Linked DNA regions of Triticum aestivum: region 2 is linked to region 1. The links are chromatin contacts, called in public Hi-C maps. All regions are on one chromosome and are shown on one strand. Each heading gives the region's core, a stretch centred on a gene start, on an enhancer-like site or on the middle of the called end of the contact. The rest is flanking DNA. Distances are from core to core; before and after follow the strand shown.

The links. Hi-C and Micro-C count contacts between places; a contact is called where the count stands out from the background.
Region 2: a contact with region 1 is called in a Hi-C map of leaf, with 2.3 times the contacts expected there. The contact joins the promoter of LOC123096043 here to the promoter of LOC123096041 in region 1. A contact is called at or near these places in 2 of 5 Hi-C or Micro-C datasets (both in leaf).

Annotation. Positions count from the first base shown.
Region 1 is chr4D:41,651,267-41,655,705 of IWGSC CS RefSeq v2.1, reverse strand. LOC123096041 reads right to left here and starts at 2,603. Exons shown (of 1, transcript XM_044517625.1): 1 at 1,420-2,603. The coding sequence starts at 2,437. The coding sequence ends at 1,721.
Region 2 is chr4D:41,796,799-41,801,237 of IWGSC CS RefSeq v2.1, reverse strand. LOC123096043 (CBS domain-containing protein CBSX3, mitochondrial) reads left to right here and starts at 2,598. Exons shown (of 6, transcript XM_044517626.1): 1 at 2,598-2,845.

The sequences.
Region 1 (4,439 bases), core at 1,354-3,853:
CATAAATTTGAACTTAAACTGAAGTAAACATAAACTACACTAAACTAAACTACACTAAACACTATCTACTCATCTTCATCGACCATAGTGAAGGTCGAACCAATTCTTCCTCGACAGGACACCCTCGGTAAGACATGGGTCCGGACTGGTGCCAACGTCGTTGCAGTCAGGGAATATGCTCGGCCACTCCTCGACGTCGAACTCCTCCTCCTTGCCGCCCTCCTCGCTGCCTTGCACCTCGTCGTCGGAGGTGACGATGACCTCCCTGCCATTGTCGGCGAATATCGCCCGCTCCGCCTCCACGAGCTCCGGGTGCTGGCGGCAGAGGTCCTCCATGTACGCCTCGTCGACGGCCTCCGCCACGAGGCGCTCCCTTGCCTCTTGGTTTTCCCGAGCCATCGCTGCGCTCACCACCCCCGGCTTCGGCAAGACGAGGTGGATCGGCGCCGTCCCGAAGGGGAAGTTGAGCCTTGCCTCGCGGCCATGGAACCGAACCTGCCACCGGTCGTATTCCGTGGCCGCGAGCTCCACCGTGTGGAACGACCCGACCCACTTCCTCTTGTGGGTCTCCTGGTCGGTGATCTCCACCAACCATGTCAGCGATGTCAGACGCCGAGGTAGGTCCTCCGCGACGGCCACCTGCAGCAGCGGAGGGAGCTGCGGGAAGTCGGCGAATCGGGTTGGGGTGGGCGGATCGGACGAGCGGCGGCGGCTCGAGGATGCGCCGCAAGACGACGACCCTCGAGCGTGGCGGCGTGGATCCGCGGTGGGGACCTCCAGCCACCTCATCCGGCCATTGGGAAGAGAAGGGGCAGTTGGGAAGGGTAGGGGACGTGCTGGCAGCAGGGAGAGGGGAAGAAGAGGAGGCAGAGAAAGGAAGATAGGAGGAGATTTTCTTACTCGGCCGCCGAGCGATGAAATAAATATAGGAAGATTTGCGGCGGCCAAGTAAATTTTATATTCCACTATGATCTACAGCGATCGGTTAGGTTCCGGTCTCCTCTAACCGGTTATTGGAAATCAGTTAGAAATGCCCTAATCAATTTCTAACTAATCATGTTTTTGAGAAGTGTCGTAATCATGTTAATCATGTCGTCGTCATCATTGGACCGGACGCGACCTACTGCGAACGCTGTAGCATGAAAAGGATCCGGAATGGGCCCGGCAATCCACGTTCGTGCCATTAATTATGTCTCACACTCTTCATCAGCAAATCCTACTCCACTTTAAATTACTCGAGGAGACGTACCGAGTCTCAGTTGCCGCCGACGGCAGCCTACTCGCATCGGAATATTCGAGCCGTCACTGAGACGCATTGCCGTCGTGATCGCATTCTGTTCGATCATCCATGGCATAACTGAGACGCATCAATCAAGTAACTAACTAACTTCAGTCGCACCGAACCAAGAACAAGTAGAATTTCATGATCAATAGTTCCTTTTCAATTCATAATCAAGCAATACAATCAGTAATCTGTACATGTTCAAACGCGGGCGGGGTTCGCGATTCCAATTACTCGATCACGATACGCCCATATCGCGCCAAGGGGAAAAGCTAGAGCGGAAAGCAAGAAAAGAATCATCGATCAATGGGGTTCTTGCTTGCTTCCCGATGAATCTTCATGCTTCGATCGGTCCGTTCTTCCCAGCCGAACCGGAGGCAATCGCATCAATGGCGGAGGTCTATGCTAGTAGTGGTACATCGGTGGCGGAGGCGGCGGCTATCGTCGGTGGTTGCCGGAGAGGCGGTTGAGCCAGGCGTTGCGGAGCTGGAGCTCGAGGGGCTCGCCGAAGCACTGCGCGCGGGCGAGGCAGAAGTGGGTGCAGAAGCCGGAGGGCGAGCGGACGCGGCAGGTGTCGAGGACGTAGCAGGCGGCGCACTCCATCCCGCGGGCCTGCACCACCAGGCCCCACACCTGGCGCGCCGCCTCGGCGCCGTCCTCCACCGCCGCGGCGGCCACCTGCTCGACCAGGATGATGCCGTCGGGCCGGCGCTGGCCGCCCGGGCCCCAGCGGCGCCGCACGTCGGGCCAGGCCTCCGCCGAGGCCGGCTCGCGCCGCACCGTGACGCCCTCCCGCCCGTCGCTGAACAGGTGCACCAGGAACGGCGCCTCCCCGACGTGCCGCACGATCTCCGCGATCGACTCCCGCATCCACCCCTCCACCCTCTCCTCCCCGACCACTTCCTCCACCTCCTCGCCGTCGCCCCCGATCACGGCCTCCAGCAGCCCCGCCTCATCCCGCCCCTCCCGCCGGAGCTCCAGCCCCCGGTACGGCGCGTCCGCGACCGCGGCCCGCAGCGGGCGCACGGACGACGCCCGCCGCGGCAGGGCCGGCAGGAAGGACGACCGCTGCACCGCCCGACGCGGCGAGAGCCCCACCGACGACGCCGACGCCGGGCCGCACCCCCGCACGGAGGTTGCCGCCGCTGCCGCCATCGACCGGCGCGCGACCTCCTCTTCGCGCGAGCGACGCCCTTCGGTCTGACGGACGGACGGCTCCGGGGATCGGTCGGTGGTAAATAGATGACGACGATGGCAGCTGCACTCGACGGGGCGGGCTCGCGCTTTGCGGCGGCGTCAAGCGTGAGTTGCGCGTACAAATAGGTCCGAGATGGAGGAAGGGGAAGCCTGCACGGTAGAGGATTCCGAGCCGTAACGACTTGCCTGCCTCGCTTCACACGCTTCCGCCCCCGTGGCGTCCGACGTGGACGCTGTTTTGGGATCCGCTGCGCCGAGATCGTGTCTGTGGGCATCCCTGCGGGGTGACACTGGTGTGTGATTGGCTGGGATCCGTGTTTGGTGTGGTGGTGGGGGATGGGAGCGTGGGGCGCGAGCCGGGGCACGCTCCGGCACGCAGCGGGCGCGAGGCGGGAAGGGGGTTTGCCCGCGGGGGTGGGGGGCCAGGTCGGCGCCGGGCGACACGTCGGATGCGCCGTGTGCGGCTGTGCGCCTCGCGACGTGCGTGACGAGGCCTCGTGGGCCTGGGAGGTCGGTGGTCGCCCGCGCGCGTCTCGTTTCCCTCGTGATTCCGGTGCCACCGCGTCGTGCTCTCTCCAGGCGTGCGCGGACCCGGCTGGCCCACGTGAGGCACGGGCTCTCTCGCGTCGCGTTTCCATTTTCCATTTTTATTGACGTGTTCATTTTGCAATCGGACGTGCGGTTTCCATGTCGATGCGCCCAGTGAAGGACTGGTGCAAAAGTTCGAGGAAGCACTTGTTTTGTATGCGTGATGGTCCAACAAACTTCTGCCAAAGACGAATTAACCAAGACCCCTATTTTGGTCATTTTGAAAGGGGGCTGCACCACGTTGAATCGACAATCCAGCCATGGACGCACGTTATTACTCCCTCTGTAGCAGTGATCTAAACGCAACGCGGAGGCTAGTATCGTGTCGCCCGTATGCAATTTTTAATCTTCCTTTTTTTGCGGGAAACAATTTTTAATCTTCAACAGACCGCTTGCAATTGAATAAAAATACTAGTACTATATTTATCAATGCGATTTTATTTTTCATAATTTGTAACCGGCGAACATTGCGACTTTAACACACCCGATGTCATCTGAAGCTTGCTATGCTTATGGTCGCCGTGCCCATTTGGTAGAAATACATGAAATGAATTAGCTACTGTTATGTATTACTCCGTCCTAAAATTCTTATCTTAGATTAGTCTAGATACGGATGTATGTAATACTAAAACATGACTTGATACATCCGTATTTAGACAAATCTAAGACAAGAATTTTGGGACGGAGGGAGTACTTCCTTCGTCCGGAATTAGTTGTTGTTCAAAGGCTGTATCTAGACATTTTGAAGGAAGTATGATACAAATACAAGGACATGTTGCTCTCACATATGTCAGTCCTATCTTGTTTCTTTAATTCTTCTAACTACACTATAGAGGCATTGAGTCTTTCGTCAAAAAAAAAACTATAGAGGCATTGAGGTTGCAGCCCGGTCGTGCTCATGATGATTTTAATTAAAGTTATTCTGTTGAGTTTGTTGCCCTTACTTATAATTATTACAAGAAAGAAAGAAATAAGTGCCCTCTCTATGTCTCTAATATGATAAGTTATAATAAACTACCTATACAATGTATTGGTCTTTACTTGCTTCTAATGATTTAATGTTGTATTTCTCGCAAAAAAATGATTTAATGTTGTATGACATGCCAACGCATTGAAAAAAGGGTTAGACTTCAGGACGTGGAGTTTCTACACCCATGAGCAAATTGTTGGGGAACGTAGTAATTTCAAAAAAATTCCTACGCACACGCAAGATCATGGTGATGCATAGCAACGAGAGGGGAGAGTGTTGTCCACGTACCCTCGTAGACCGACAGCGGAAGCGTTATCACAACGCGGTTGATGTAGTCGTACGTCTTCACGATCCGACCGATCAAGTACCGAACGTACGGCACCTCCAAGTTCTACACACGTT
Region 2 (4,439 bases), core at 1,349-3,848, 150 kb before region 1:
TGGAGATCTATTCGATGTAATCTTCTTTTGCGGTGTGTTTGTTGAGACCGATGAATTGTGGGTTTATGATCAAGTTTATCTATGAACAATATTTGAATCTTCTCTGAATTCTTTTATGTATGATTGGTTATCTTTGCAAGTCTCTTCGAATTATCAGTTTGGTTTGGCCTACTAGATTGATCTTTCTTGCAATGGGAGAAGTGCTTAGCTTTGGGTTCAATCTTGCTGTGTCCTTTCCCAGTGACAGTAGGGGCAACAAGGCACATATTGTATTGTTGCCATCAAGGATAACAAGATGGGGTTTATATCATTGCATGAGTTTATCCCTCTACATCATGTCATCTTACTTAAAGCGTTACTCTGTTCTTATGAACTTAATACCCTAGATGCATGCTGGATAGCGGTCGATGTGTGGAGTAATAGTAGTAGATGCAGGCAGGAGTCGGTCTACTTGTCCCGGACGTGATGCCTATATACATGATCATACCTAGATATTCTCATAACTATGCTCAATTCTGTCAATTGCTCAACAGTAATTTGTTCACCACCGTAATATTTATGCTCATGAGAGAAGCCACTAGTGAGACCTATGACCCCCGGGTCTATTTTCCATCATATTAATCTCACGTCAACAAGTTATTCCTAGCGTCGTTTTTATTTTACTTTCTTTACTTTGCATCTTTATCGTAAAAATACCAAAAAAATTATCTTATCATATCTATCAGATCTCACTCTCGTAAGTGACCGTGTAGGGATTGACAACCCCTTATCGCGTTGGTTGTGAGGATTAATTTGTTTGTGTAGGTGCGAGGGACTCGTGCGTGGTCTCCTACTGGATTGATACCTTGGTTCTCAAAAACTGAGGGAAATACTTACGCTACTTTGCTGCATCACCCTTTCCTCTTCAAGAGAAAACCAACGCAGTGCTCAAGAGGTAGCAATCATCCATACATAACATGCAAATAAGTCTAGTACAACAATAATTCAAATTCAATGAGAAATAGTTCAAATTCAACGAGATAAACCAGATGTTCAACAAGTTTTTCATGGATGAATCATGTTGTCCCACATGGCTACGGACGGATCCTGGGTGGACGGTGCCGTAGTGGTGACCAAAGAGGTACATCAGCGGCATCGAAGGAGAAGTGGAAGAGAATGGAACTGAGAGGGGGATTTGAGTGGGCCGGGGTGTCGGAGTCCTACGTGGCGACGGTCTAGACTTTCGTAAAGCCCCCCTCTCAGTTTGCTTCCAATTTGAGGGAAAAAGCGTGTCCGGACGGGTTGGTAGACCGATACAGGTCCATCTTGGATGACAAAACACTTTCTGAACGCTTGGTCTGGACTGATGCTGGCGCTTTGAGGGTCGGTGTGCAGACGCCCTTAGAGCATCTCTAGCAGATGTGCTAAATCCCCTCCCCGCAAAATCGATTTATGGTTCGCCCTAAATCGATTTTGTGGGCAGTTTATCTCCGACGCAGAACAGATGCCGGATATGATACCGTAAATTTCAAAACTTCAACTAAAACAAGTTACCGCTAAAATAGAAAGTCCGAACCTCACCGGAGTTCATCACAAACAAACTAAACTAAACTTTAAAACTAGAAACGACGGAGGGCCGTCGGCGGCTCACGGCTTCACGCCGAGGTAGAACTCGCAGTCGGGGCGGTAGAGGCTGTAGGCGAGCTCGTACTCTGCGTCCGCCTCGAAGCGTGCGGCTGCGCCCTCTTCGCCGGCCTCCAACACCTTCTTCGACTCGAAGCGCGCGACCTCCGCCTCACGGAGCTTCTTCGTCGATGACTAGAGCGCCTCGTGGATCTCGTCGAAGCGATGCCACGCGTGGTTCCCGCCGTTGCGCGCATGCGCCGAGCGCCATGGCTCGACGGCAGGACGGTTGGAGGGGGGAGGGGGGCGACTGGATGAGCTTGCGACAACTAAGAATAGACGGTGGCAAACGGGAAGAGGATTGTGGCAGAGGGGGGTGGAATCGATCTGAGACGGGAACCCTAAAACAACGCCCCCCCCCCCCCCCGGTACACGGCGGAGGGGGCGGTATGCTGGCCGCCCGTATAATTTTTACGAGCCAATGCAAATATACAACATCTATTTCGGCCCGGAAACGCTAAAGAACCCACAAATTTATGGACCGACAGCGGGATAGCACATATGCTAGAGATGCTCTTATACTATCTCCGTCTTGATTTATTAGTCACCTCGTATTCAGAATTACATTTTGATTACGATTTTAACTAATAAAATATAAGCTATACATAACAAAAACAATATTATAGGAAACTATATTCAAGTACGAATCCAATGAAAATGATATGCATTAACATTTTATTATTTAAATCTATAATCAACATTTGACACAAAATACAAAAGGGATCAATAAACCGGGAGTTAGTGCTACTTGGCTAACAAATTAAGCGATAGTCTTTTTGCCACCGAAATAAAGTGAGATTGTTGGCAAAAGAAACGGAGAAACGGAGAAGTGCATACGAGTCCGTGTGCATCCTGTCATTTCTGGCACGCCCCAGTTGCGTGATTGTTTACAAGAAACTGAGCAGAGTAGAGTACCAGCTGGAGAACCGAAAGTCCAAAACAAAAGGTTAAACAAAAGAGAATGGAACCAAAAGTGCAGGGCAAACAGGGCCGTGTGGATAAGACCGAGTGCCCTCACATGCCTCCACCACCTCACCGCGAGAGCAGCGGAGTGTCGCTTTAATTAGCGCTCGTCACCCCCCACCATTGCCTCCCAGCATCACAAGTGTCCCTCCCCCATCTTCTTCCTCCCCGCAACTCGCTGCTCCTCCCAGAACCGAAGCTCAGTCCCGCGGCCACGCAGGTAAAGCGGCCTCTCCTCCTCCCCCTTCCTCCGGTCCAACCAAATCCATGCGATGGGTCGATCCGTAGTACTAGCTGCCTAGTTCATGACCGATCTGTGGAGGTATTAGTTCTGAAAGAAATGCGTCTACAGTGCGTGCTGTCATCTTGAAGCGAGCAGAAGGGTCAGATGAGTGTGCTCCCGGCGTTGTTCCTCTAGGTTTCTCCACGATCTGTTGTTTTTCATCTCATTCTGCTACCCGGCTACTGTTCACCTTAGATTTAGCAGAGGAAAGAGACGCTGAAAGGAGGCGGAAAGCCGTGACCGGAAAGTACGTTTCATTCTTTCTGTGATTTCTTCTGTTGCGCTTGATCTGTTTCCTTTCCTGGTTTCCTTAGTTTTGTCTGTCCAGATTAGCGAGTGTTTCATTTCATAATCAGTTCGTGGTTGCACAAGTAGAAGAAATACAAGTTATTTGGTTCTAGGATTCCTTCAAGGCATGCGTGTCCCTCTTGTTTTGTGGTGCGTGATCCGGTTGTTCGTTCGGTTCTTGAGCCGGGAGCGAGTCCATAGCGCCGAATCGAGCACCTTGGGAGTGCATATAGCTCAGTGTTCCGGGTGAAAGGCGTCAGTTGGATTCCCTCTTCGTTGGTGATTCCTTATTTCTTTGATTGTGACATGAATAAATGCTCCTAGTTTGCTAAACTCTGAAACGTCCTGCCAGAGACATATAAAGATGTTGCGTTAACACATCACATCAAGTAGGGTGGGTGGACATATTGATAGTGGGTTCTCTAAAGTATATATAAGTCCAAATGAAATTGATTAGTGGGCAGGACATGCTACGTGGCTATGCTGACGTGCCGGGTTCAGTTCTAACAGATGATTCAACAAAAGAAAAATTGAGGACTAATTCGACCGATTTTTCTGTGCATAAATCACTTTTCTCCGGTATTAGTGGCTAGTGTACAAAATGATAGATAAGCTCGGCATCCTTTTCACGGCATAAGCACACTAGGAAGTAGGAACTAGCTCTAATTTGATGTGGTGCTTCCTGTAGGATGGAGATAGGTTTGTTTGTTTATGTTGAATGGTGAGCACAGCTACATTATTGAGCAAATGCTTCCACTTATCCACTCTTTCACATTTTTTTATTCTCTGTTATAGTCAACTGCCATCGTATGGTTATGAACTAGTCTCTTTGCTTTGTCTGACAGCATCCTTAGTTTTAGCCAATCCCACATATTGAAGTCATGTAATTGTTCACCTTCCTCCTGTGCTGTAATTTTCTTACCATGTACTCCCTCCGTTCCATAATATAAGAGCGTTTTTGACATTAACACTCTTATATTATGGGACGGAGGGAGTACTTTGGTTCTGGCCCCGGTTCCGAGAAGGCAAATTACCTAATCCAAAAAACTTGTGAACTTGGGAAAAACTTGCTTTTAGCCTTGGTTCATTTTAGTGCAAACTTCCGCAGTTGAGTTACATGTCATTACTAAAGTCCCATCTTTTTCCTCATATGTACTTCACCTCCTTTTCACATTCTATTCAGTTTAGTGTTTCCCAACATCGTGTGCTGCGTGTCTAATAGCTCATCTTCTTGAAAGAATCA